Linked DNA regions of Gasterosteus aculeatus: region 1 is linked to region 2. Evidence: chromatin contacts called from public Hi-C data. All regions are on one chromosome and are shown on one strand. The core of a region is the stretch at or near the end of the contact, and the rest is flanking DNA. Distances in the headings are between cores, read along the strand shown.

Region 1 (4,745 bases), core at 414-2,913, 43 kb before region 2:
ACCTTCCTCTCTTCTTCCTCTTCCTCTGACAATCGAATGTGCCTCAGTCAGTGGGGATGAAACACCCACGGGTGATAAGAGTAATGCAGCGGCTGCGTTCTTGGACTGTGGGGGGGGGAGTCTGGGGGGGGGAGACCTACGCAGGGAGGGGGGGCGACATGGCGACTGCACACAGGACGGCCCGGGTGCACCGTATGTCAGACACAGCCGAGGGGGGAGGGGGGGGGTAGGGTGGGGGGGGCGACACTTATGCGGTCCCACAGAAAATGACTCCGTGATGCAAAGAGAAGGAAACCAACACTTGCATTCCAGAGGTGACTCATCCAACATGTCAGTACACAACCGATGTGGTGGAAAATATCACTACGGCCAACTGTGTTATTCTACGAAACCGACAAACACACACGGGGGGGGAGAGGAGCTTACATGACAATGAGGTTGGCGGTGCTCGAGTGCTCCTTCAGCAGCTCGTTGAGTCGGATCTGACGATTAGTCTGAGGAGCAAAACAGATACAGGTTGAAGCATTCAGGCATCAGCTTAGCAGACGAGCAGCATCTCAGGTACACGACGCCAACAGGGACACGGTGCCTCAATGAACAGCTCCAACGTCTGCCCGAGGCCTTCATTCATCACGGGTAAAGTGGGGCAGGAGGAGGGAGGCCACTGACCTTGGCGCGGTACAGCTCCAGCTCGTTGTCGGTGATCCTCCAGGGCTCGCTGTCCTTCAGCCTCTCGGCCGCCTCCTGCTCCATGTCGTCTTCCTTCAGCCGATACGGCTCGATCATCTCCTCGAAGGCCGACACGCTGCACAGGGACGGCGGGCGGTTAGCGCGGTTTAAGCCATGAAGGACAACGACAGAAGCTCTGCAGTGGTGGTGTGTGGTCTTGGGAATGACAATGCTGGGGCTTAATTGTTAAATTATAGTTTTATCAATCTTTGCCATCGGTTGCAATACCAGCAGAGTGCTCATTCAAAGTAACTATCAAGTGTAATCGTGGCTACGTGGCAATCAGACGCAGACTGACTGGGAGCGGCTCCAGAATAAGACGGCGAAATACTGCGATCACGGTTCAGTTAAGAGGAGAAGAGGTTCTGAACCACGAACCAGAGGAAACCACACACGCACTCGCTTCATTGGAATATTCTGTGTTCAGCTGCGTTCTGCACATCAACTCATAAATATATTGAGCTTGTGTACTAAACGGGAAATGATTCGGACATTTAAGGTGTGTTTGCATTTGTTTTGTGGGGAGCTCCTGCGAGAGGCGTCTCTGGAGGGGGGAGAGGCGTCTCTGGAGGGGGGAGAGGCGTCTCTGGAGGGGGGAGAGGCGTCTCTGAAGGGGGGAGAGGCGTCTCTGAAGGGGGGAGAGGCGTCTCTGAAGGGGGGAGAGGCGTCTCTGAAGGGGGGAGAGGCGTCTCTGAAGGGGGGAGAGGCGTCTCTGAAGGGGGGAGAGGCGCTGCACGAGTCTCCGTCAATCACTTCCGGCGGCGGACTTACTGCTCCTTCTTGGGCTTGGTGTTGATGTCTCCCAGCACGTTGATGTCGGAGAAGTCGATCCTGAACTTGCTCAGCAGAGTGGCCATCCTGCAGAGGAAGCAAAACAAGAGCTTACTGGAAGCCGCCAGCGGGCTGCTGAGATAAGAGCAGCGAGTCGTCCTGGAGGCGCTTTGAATAACCGGTTTGAACACGGGGGGGTCGGCGGGGCCGGAGGCAGGCGGGACAGGCTTTACTGGGAGCGCCGTGCTACTCCTTCTATGCCTTTCATTTCCTTCAGCTTCAAAGAAGCACAGAACACTTATTCTAGAAGTGCATGAGGGGGATTTTAGCCAAATCAGATATTTATCTTTCGTTTGCTGCTGAAAGTGAGCGTTGCAGAGGCAAATCATGTTTTAGTGGGCTGAAATTTGGGTGAAGTGATCCTTTGAAGTGAAGTGAATTACTAAATAACTGCTGTCATGTGAGTATTTTCTAGTTGGACGAGCTTAAAGGGAAAGTGGGATTTTACAGTAAACAAAAAGGGGATTTCAGGGTGCACACAGGGACTAAAGGTGGGCCGCTAGCGCCAAGCTCATTTTATCCAACAGCTGTAGGGGACAATGAGAGACAGGGGGAGGGGGGGGCTCACTGAGGACCCAGGAGACAGAGTTCATATCCCAGCTGGTCTGGGAGCGCCTCGGCATCCCACACTGAGTCCGGGTCGACCTGCTGCCGCCGCGACCCGACCCCAGATAAGCAAAGAGAAATGGGCGGATGGACGGTCACCGCCGCAGAGACAGAGCACTGGTGCCACGTCGACTGAGGTCAACAGGGCGGCCACGGCAGGCGCCATTGTGCCCGCGTTTGTCCTCCTCGTAATTGGTCGGAAGCATGCAGCTCAACCCAAGATATCAATACCATGACCCATGAGCAAACTAATGATGCATTAATGGCTCTGAGTAGAAGTTTGGGTGGACCTACTTCGTGGCGACCAGTCGATGGGAAAAGCTTCTCCCTAAAACAACAAGGAAGCTTGTGGTCGCACATGATGTTCCTATTGAGACTTAACCGAGGGGATACAGGCTCAAAGCGGACAGGATGTTCACTGCATCTTTAGCTGCTCCACCGATTGGTCGAGAGACCAACCCGGCAACACTGTTCCCGTCTTTGCCCGTTCACTCGGGGAATTAGCCGTCATGCTAATGTGGCACATGGAAAATGTCCTCATTTTAAACTCCAAAAAGAACACCGGCTGTTTGCTAGAAATTTTAACGGGCAATTTTGGGTGGGAGGGGCCTTATTATTTACATCATTATGACGATATAACGCTTTCTTTGGCGTTTAAAGACATTCTGTAGTTGTCAGTATCATCGTCATCTTCATCATGGCTGCACTCACGCTCGGCGGTCGTGATCGATCCTGTTGATCTTGCCGCCGATGAAGACGCGGATCTTGCAGTCCTTCCACCTCTTCTTGTTGGTCAGCAGGTAGGGGATGAGCAGGGTCAGACCTGGACGGGAAACAAACAGCTGGTCATCGCCGGCCTTCTGCCACATCGACACCATCAACACCTGCCGACGCCCCAGAAGCCACTTTGCCTGAGCGACGCGTGTCCACGCCGGCTGCCATTGGGGACGCGGCGGCGACGTGCCGCATAGGAAGCGGCAGATGCCACACGGTCGTGAATACACCAGCCGCGCCTCTGGTCACATCTTTACACACTGCTGACAGTGTGTCAGAGTGAGTCGTGTCAACGCGTTGGCCCGATCGACACCTCGCTAATGGATCCGAGCTTCCGCACAGCGGGGGATTGATCGCCGTCTTACAGCTGACCCGTTGACAGCAGCCACCCAAATGGCGCTCGACTGATAGTGGCTTCAGAAATGAAATAAATAATAGAATAAATAATCAATGGAGAAGAAAGGGTTCAGCACACATCTCCAGATAGCAAATGCATCATAGATAGTTTATTAAATGATGAACAGTTAAAGTCATCAGTCTGGTGCATTTATGGCTTTTCTTGTTGTCATTATACGTCCTAATCACACCAAGGCTGAATTGGCCTCATTCTAAATCATTCTTTTTATCCACTCAGTTCAAATTGACTTCCTACCCCCAAATCTCCCCCCAACACAGAACAAATTGTGCCGCCTCATTTGCTAAAAGCACATTTCAGTGGGAGTTTGGATTTTTTTGCATTTACTTTTAGGGATACAGATGACATCATCATTCATGTTGTGACCATGAACGGAGCAGTGCGGCGTCTCCACTACCTGCCGACAGAACCGCCAGAGAGGCAACAGGAGGGCGACGCTCGCTCTCCTGCATGTACAAACACGGCCGCTCGGCTCTCAGAGCAGCGTGGACCAGGACCGGTCTACTGGGTGACCCACCTCCGTCGTCAAACAGCCACCACACGTCCACCGTGCCCTTCCCTTGCTTCTTCAGGAACTGCTGGCTGGCCTCCAGCAGCCGCTGGTCGGACACGTTCAGCGGGACGCTGGGGCTCTTCTTGTCTGCGCGCACAAACACACAACGGGAGCATTGAGGCGGGCCGGGGCGTTGCGAGGAGTCCCGAGGGTGGGACAGGAAGTACACGTCCGTGTGTAGCTCATGGAGCGTCGGTTTGATGCGAGCGCTCAGCAACACGGCGCACAACGTTAATAAAGACAGGAAGCAAAGTCATCGGGCAGTACTGATCGGTGTTTCCCCGCAACATTTATATTTATACGAGTTTTGCGGCTTATTTATTTCGGCTTCAACTTGGCACATTTTCTATTCAAGGAGGTTTTAAGATCGACTCGGCTTCAGGTACAACGAGGTTTTAGGCTTTAGGTTCTATCTGACGGTGGTTCTATCTGACGGTGGTTCTATCTGACGGTGCTTCTATGTGACGGAGGCTCTATGTGACGGAGGCTCTATGTGACGGTGGTCCTATCTGACGGTGGTCCTATCTGACGGTGGTCCTATCTGACGGTGGTTCTATGTGACGGTGGTTCTATGTGACGGTGGTTCTATCTGACGGTGGTTCTATCTGACGGTGGTTCTATCTGACGGTGGTTCTATCTGACGGTGGTTCTATCTGACGGTGGTTCTATGTGACGGTGGTTCTATGTGACGGTGGTTCTATCTGATGGTGGTTCTATGTGATGGTGGTTCTATGTGATGGTGGTTCTATCTGACGGTGGTTCTATGTGACGGTGGTTCTATGTGACGGTGGTTCTATCTGATGGTGGTTCTATGTGATGGTGGTTCTATCTGATGGT
Region 2 (4,284 bases), core at 988-3,487:
CACAGGCCTAGCTGGGGGCCCTGTCCCCCTCTGGAAGAAGGTATCGTGCATCCAGGGGCCGGTGGAGGAAGTGGAGCCCACATGGGCCGTGATTTAAGCCTCCATCGCGAAGACGACTGCTCAGAGTTGGGTGGCCCCTGTCATGGCCACCAACAAACCTGCTGGAGGTTGGAGCCCAGCTGAAGAAGGAGGCCTTTCGGGCTCGGTCGGCCTGTGATTGTTGTCAAAGCAGTAACCCGGCGGTGGGCGGAGCTTAGGGAGAACGGCAAGAAAGACTGGCCTCACGAAAGCTCATGCTACAAAGCTACGATGTTCCTCAGGGTGGAATGATGTGTCCATTCAGCCCGTCTCCTGTGTTCACGCAATCAGAAGCTCACCAGTCCTGTGCCGGGTCCGGACTAAGGACGGCACAGGAAGTGGAGCCCCTCAAACATCTAAAAGAAGAGATGCCCTTGAAGAAGGTCACTGTCAAATATGTTACAGCCCTCAAGGACTACCTACCCCACATCGGGAAATGTCCTTTGGCCACCACAAGGTCGGCACAGGGACCGCCACGCTGAACCCTCAGCTCCCAAAGGGCCGGGGAGCCGCTGCCATGGCAACACATACCGACTCCCTGCCAACAAGTAATGGCCTGTAAATGGCCTGTACTTGTATAGCGCTTTTCTAGTCTTCTGACCACTCAAAGCGCTTTAACACTACACGACATCATTCACCCATTCACACCCATTCATACACTGATGACAGGAGAACCACACACTATACAACAAGGACCAGAGGAGATGAGTTTAGTGCTCCAAATCTCACACGTCTCCACACGGACCCCCGCTGGGTCACCCGAACCAGCCAGAATGTGTCGTACTGAGCTCCAGCTGACCTTCAGCGTCAGTCTGCACAGGCGTGTTAAATTACCACGTAACCCGGGAAGGTTTCCAGCAGGGCTCAGGAAATATAAACAGCCTCTTTTCTGTAACCTACTACAATTAAACAAGGACTTAAACATAAACCACCAGGTTCACTCTATTAATAAAGAGCCATGTCCAGGTGAGGAAACACCTGAGTGGGAAAGAGGATATTTGTTTAGATGAAGGTATGAGCACACACTTTACATTAACTCCCTCCCACACATCACCGACTTGTGTCTCTGTGTTTATTGTTTATCTCTGTTCTGCATGACATCGTCACGTTGGGTCCCATGTTGTCATATCAGGTCCCTTTGCTGTTGTTTCTCTTCATCATCGTTTTGGATCTTGTACTTGTTATTTTTTTGGCCCTGAGGTCATTTTCCATCTGTTTACAGACATCTTACTCCTCTTTTTGTCATTTTGTGTCTCTTTGCGGTGGTTTCGAATGTGTTTGTGGTCGTTTCAGATCTCTTTTCTGTCATTCTGTGTCTTCTTTGTTGGTGGTTTGGATTTGCCTACGGCTGTTTTGATTCTTTTTATAGTCATTTGGTCATCTTGGATCACTTGGTGGTCGTTTCGGATCCCTTTGCAGTCACTCACATCTCTCTGTGGTAGTTTTACGTCACTTTCGGTCTTTCTGTGGTCATTCTCTCTGTCGCTGTCAGATACTTGAGGGGGATGAGATGTCTCTCGTGAAATAACGAACAGCCATTTTCAAGTGTTATACGTATTTTGAAATGAAAACATTGATTTCAGGCCAGCAGTTGGAAGGATGACCGATGTCATTTGAACTTCGTAGTGCTGAGGTGCAGTTTGTGTATCATCCGTGGCTGGTTTGTTTTGACCATATCGCTGGCCTTTCAGTTAACAGGGTACTGTGACTTCCACTGAGGACAAGGTCCCTCCGCCTACTCACATGTGGACACGGCTGCGTCCCTGCAAGGTGACTGCGGAGAGACAAAACAATGTGTCCTTTGTTACTTTGCTTTCTCTTCAGAGGAAGAAGGTTAAACACCAGACATACAAATGGATACTTTTTAATTCCTTCTGACAATCACAGGAAGACGCAATCACACTAATTCTTATTCTACTTTTTAGAATAACGATCACAGACCTCTGATACTCGTGTCTCCGGTGTTTCATTGACATCAAGCCGTGTCCTTGCTGATCAACCCGACGCGTCACACCTTTGAGCAGACGCTCTACCAAACATCAAACAAGTGGGTTGCCATCACAAACAGGGTGAAGGTGAAATTATGTTTATACATAGTGAACCAGATGACGCAGTATACCGCATTGTACATTGCACCGCAACAGAATATTTACAGGTTAATACACATTAATTGTGACAGTTAATTGATCCTCCAGAGCCATCAAGGTTAAATATACACACAGTGAATGTATGTTAGACTGCACACACACACACACTGAGATCACAATCATCTCCTCTCTTAGCCCCCTTTATGGTCCCAACCGAGCAGCATAAAAGCAGCGTTCCCAGATAAGAATCCAGACCACAGTAGAGCAGTGACTTGCACAGACATGACCTGAGACCCGAAGCTGTACACAACCGTATGAGCCTCTACTGTCGCTACGACCTCTCACAACGGCGCCACACTATTAGCACCGAGGCCCCCCGGGGAGGAAGCCCCCCTCCAGAGAGTTAACATGCAATGCTTCTCGTGAAAACGCATGCTGCATATGTGAACTAACTGCTGAGGGGAACATCAAATTCTAATACGTGGCTCACACACAGCAGGACGAGTTTGGGGCAAAGACTCCAATGTCCTCAAGTCCTAGAGATGCTGGCTGGGAACTTTGAATAGTTTCAACTTGTCAACATCATTTTTCTTCATTCTTCACACATTTGTCTGATTGTGTGTGCCGTTATTCTCATATCTGTGGATATTTGGAACGGCTAAAACAATTTAAACCCTCTGGCTGTGGGTGTTTTCCTTCAGCAGGCCGATGGGTGTGTGTTTGCCTGTTAGTGCAAATGTAAATGTGTGGGTGGGTAGACTTTTCTACATGGTTGGTGTGGTTGAGATCAGGAGTCCTGATGTCTGATCTATGAAGGGCTGGTCGGCACTCATTCTCCAGCCCCAAAGGCACATCAGCAACCACCCAAAATACAGCTGAAAATATCTCATATATATATATATATACAGTATATGCATTAAGGTACCGTAATGTGTTTTATTTTGTGTGATTAAACATTCTCAAAGTGCGACTAACGACTAAACAAGTGAAAATGTTGTTGTCAAAGTGTTGATTCACAATTCTACATCTCTTGAAGGCAATGCTGTTGAGGAAGGTCTAATTTGGCCCAATCCCAATCGCCCCCCTGACCTCTGACCCCTCAGGGACTGAACTGGCGAAGTGTGAGCGCCTGTGAGGCCTTTAAATAGTGTAAATATCAGGAAAAATTTGACATGGCGGTTGGTGCATAACAGCAGACAGTAAGACAATGGACAACAAGACAGATAAGACAACATAGTGCAAGAAAATGGCATGTTCAATTTATAAATTTACAATTTAACTCTATGGAATAAAATATAAGGCTATAGGCTAGTGAGATATAGAATAGCCAATTTAAAAATAACGGATAAGAAGGAATTTAAATAAAAAATAAAAGTTACAAATAACATGTTAAAAATAAAGTGCACAAGCGATAACCATACTGATAAGTGTGTGTGCATGTGCAGTGTGAAGGAGAGTGACCGGTGGGATGTCAGAGTCAGTCAGTGGGGGACCGGCTCTGTTGATGAGCCCGACTGCCGACGGGAAGAAGCTGTTGGTGTGGCGGGAGGTCTTAGTCCTGATGGACCTCAGCCTCCTGCCAGATGGAAGGGGCACAAACAGGTTTTGCCCAGGGTGAGAGGGGCTGATGTTCAGCTCCCACTTGAGGTCCTGGGTGATGATGGAGCCCAGGAAACGGAAGGAGTCCACAATAGTGACGGGGGAGTCACACAGGGTGATGGGGGAGGGTGGGGCTCTGTTCCTCCCCACGTCGACCGCACTGTTCGCCGGTCGGACCGTCAGCGGCAACCGCCCCGTCGTCCGTAAAATGGTCTGGTCCGCGTTCGGTCGAGGTGGGCTGCATCTGGCCCGCACCTGAATTGAAGACCACTGCTTTAGAGCGTTGAGCTCCAGGTTGTTCTGGCTGCACCACGACACCAGATGGTCAGACTCCACCTGTAGGCGGACTCGTCCCCACCAGAGATCAGTCCAATGAGGGTGGTGTCATCCGCAAACTTCACGGACTGGTGACTGGAGGTGCAGCTGTTGGTGTACAGAGAGAAGAGCAGAGGGGAAAGAACGCAGCCTTGGGGGGAACCGGTGCTGATGGTCCGGGAGGCTGAGGGATGATGGTGGAGGC

What was found. A called contact is a pair of places that touch in the nucleus more often than the background predicts.
Region 1: a Hi-C map of tail fin shows a contact between it and region 2, with 2.4 times the contacts expected there. The contact joins two enhancer-like sites. A contact is called at or near these places in 4 of 6 Hi-C or Micro-C datasets (skeletal muscle, tail fin and whole body).

Annotation. Positions count from the first base shown.
Region 1 is chr14:16,354,824-16,359,568 of fGasAcu3.hap1.1, reverse strand. slc12a2 (solute carrier family 12 member 2) reads right to left here. Exons shown (of 26, transcript XM_040197034.2): 21 at 3,873-3,995; 22 at 2,878-2,989; 23 at 1,501-1,587; 24 at 670-805; 25 at 427-494. Among protein-coding and RNA genes, the nearest start is that of minar2, 11 kb to the left of the region's middle. Within about 2 kb of position 1,663, at least 3 of the 9 cell types and tissues checked have open chromatin away from gene starts, as enhancers often do.
Region 2 is chr14:16,312,899-16,317,182 of fGasAcu3.hap1.1, reverse strand. No RefSeq gene overlaps it. Among protein-coding and RNA genes, the nearest start is that of slc12a2, 8.8 kb to the left of the region's middle. Within about 2 kb of position 2,237, at least 1 of the 9 cell types and tissues checked has open chromatin away from gene starts, as enhancers often do.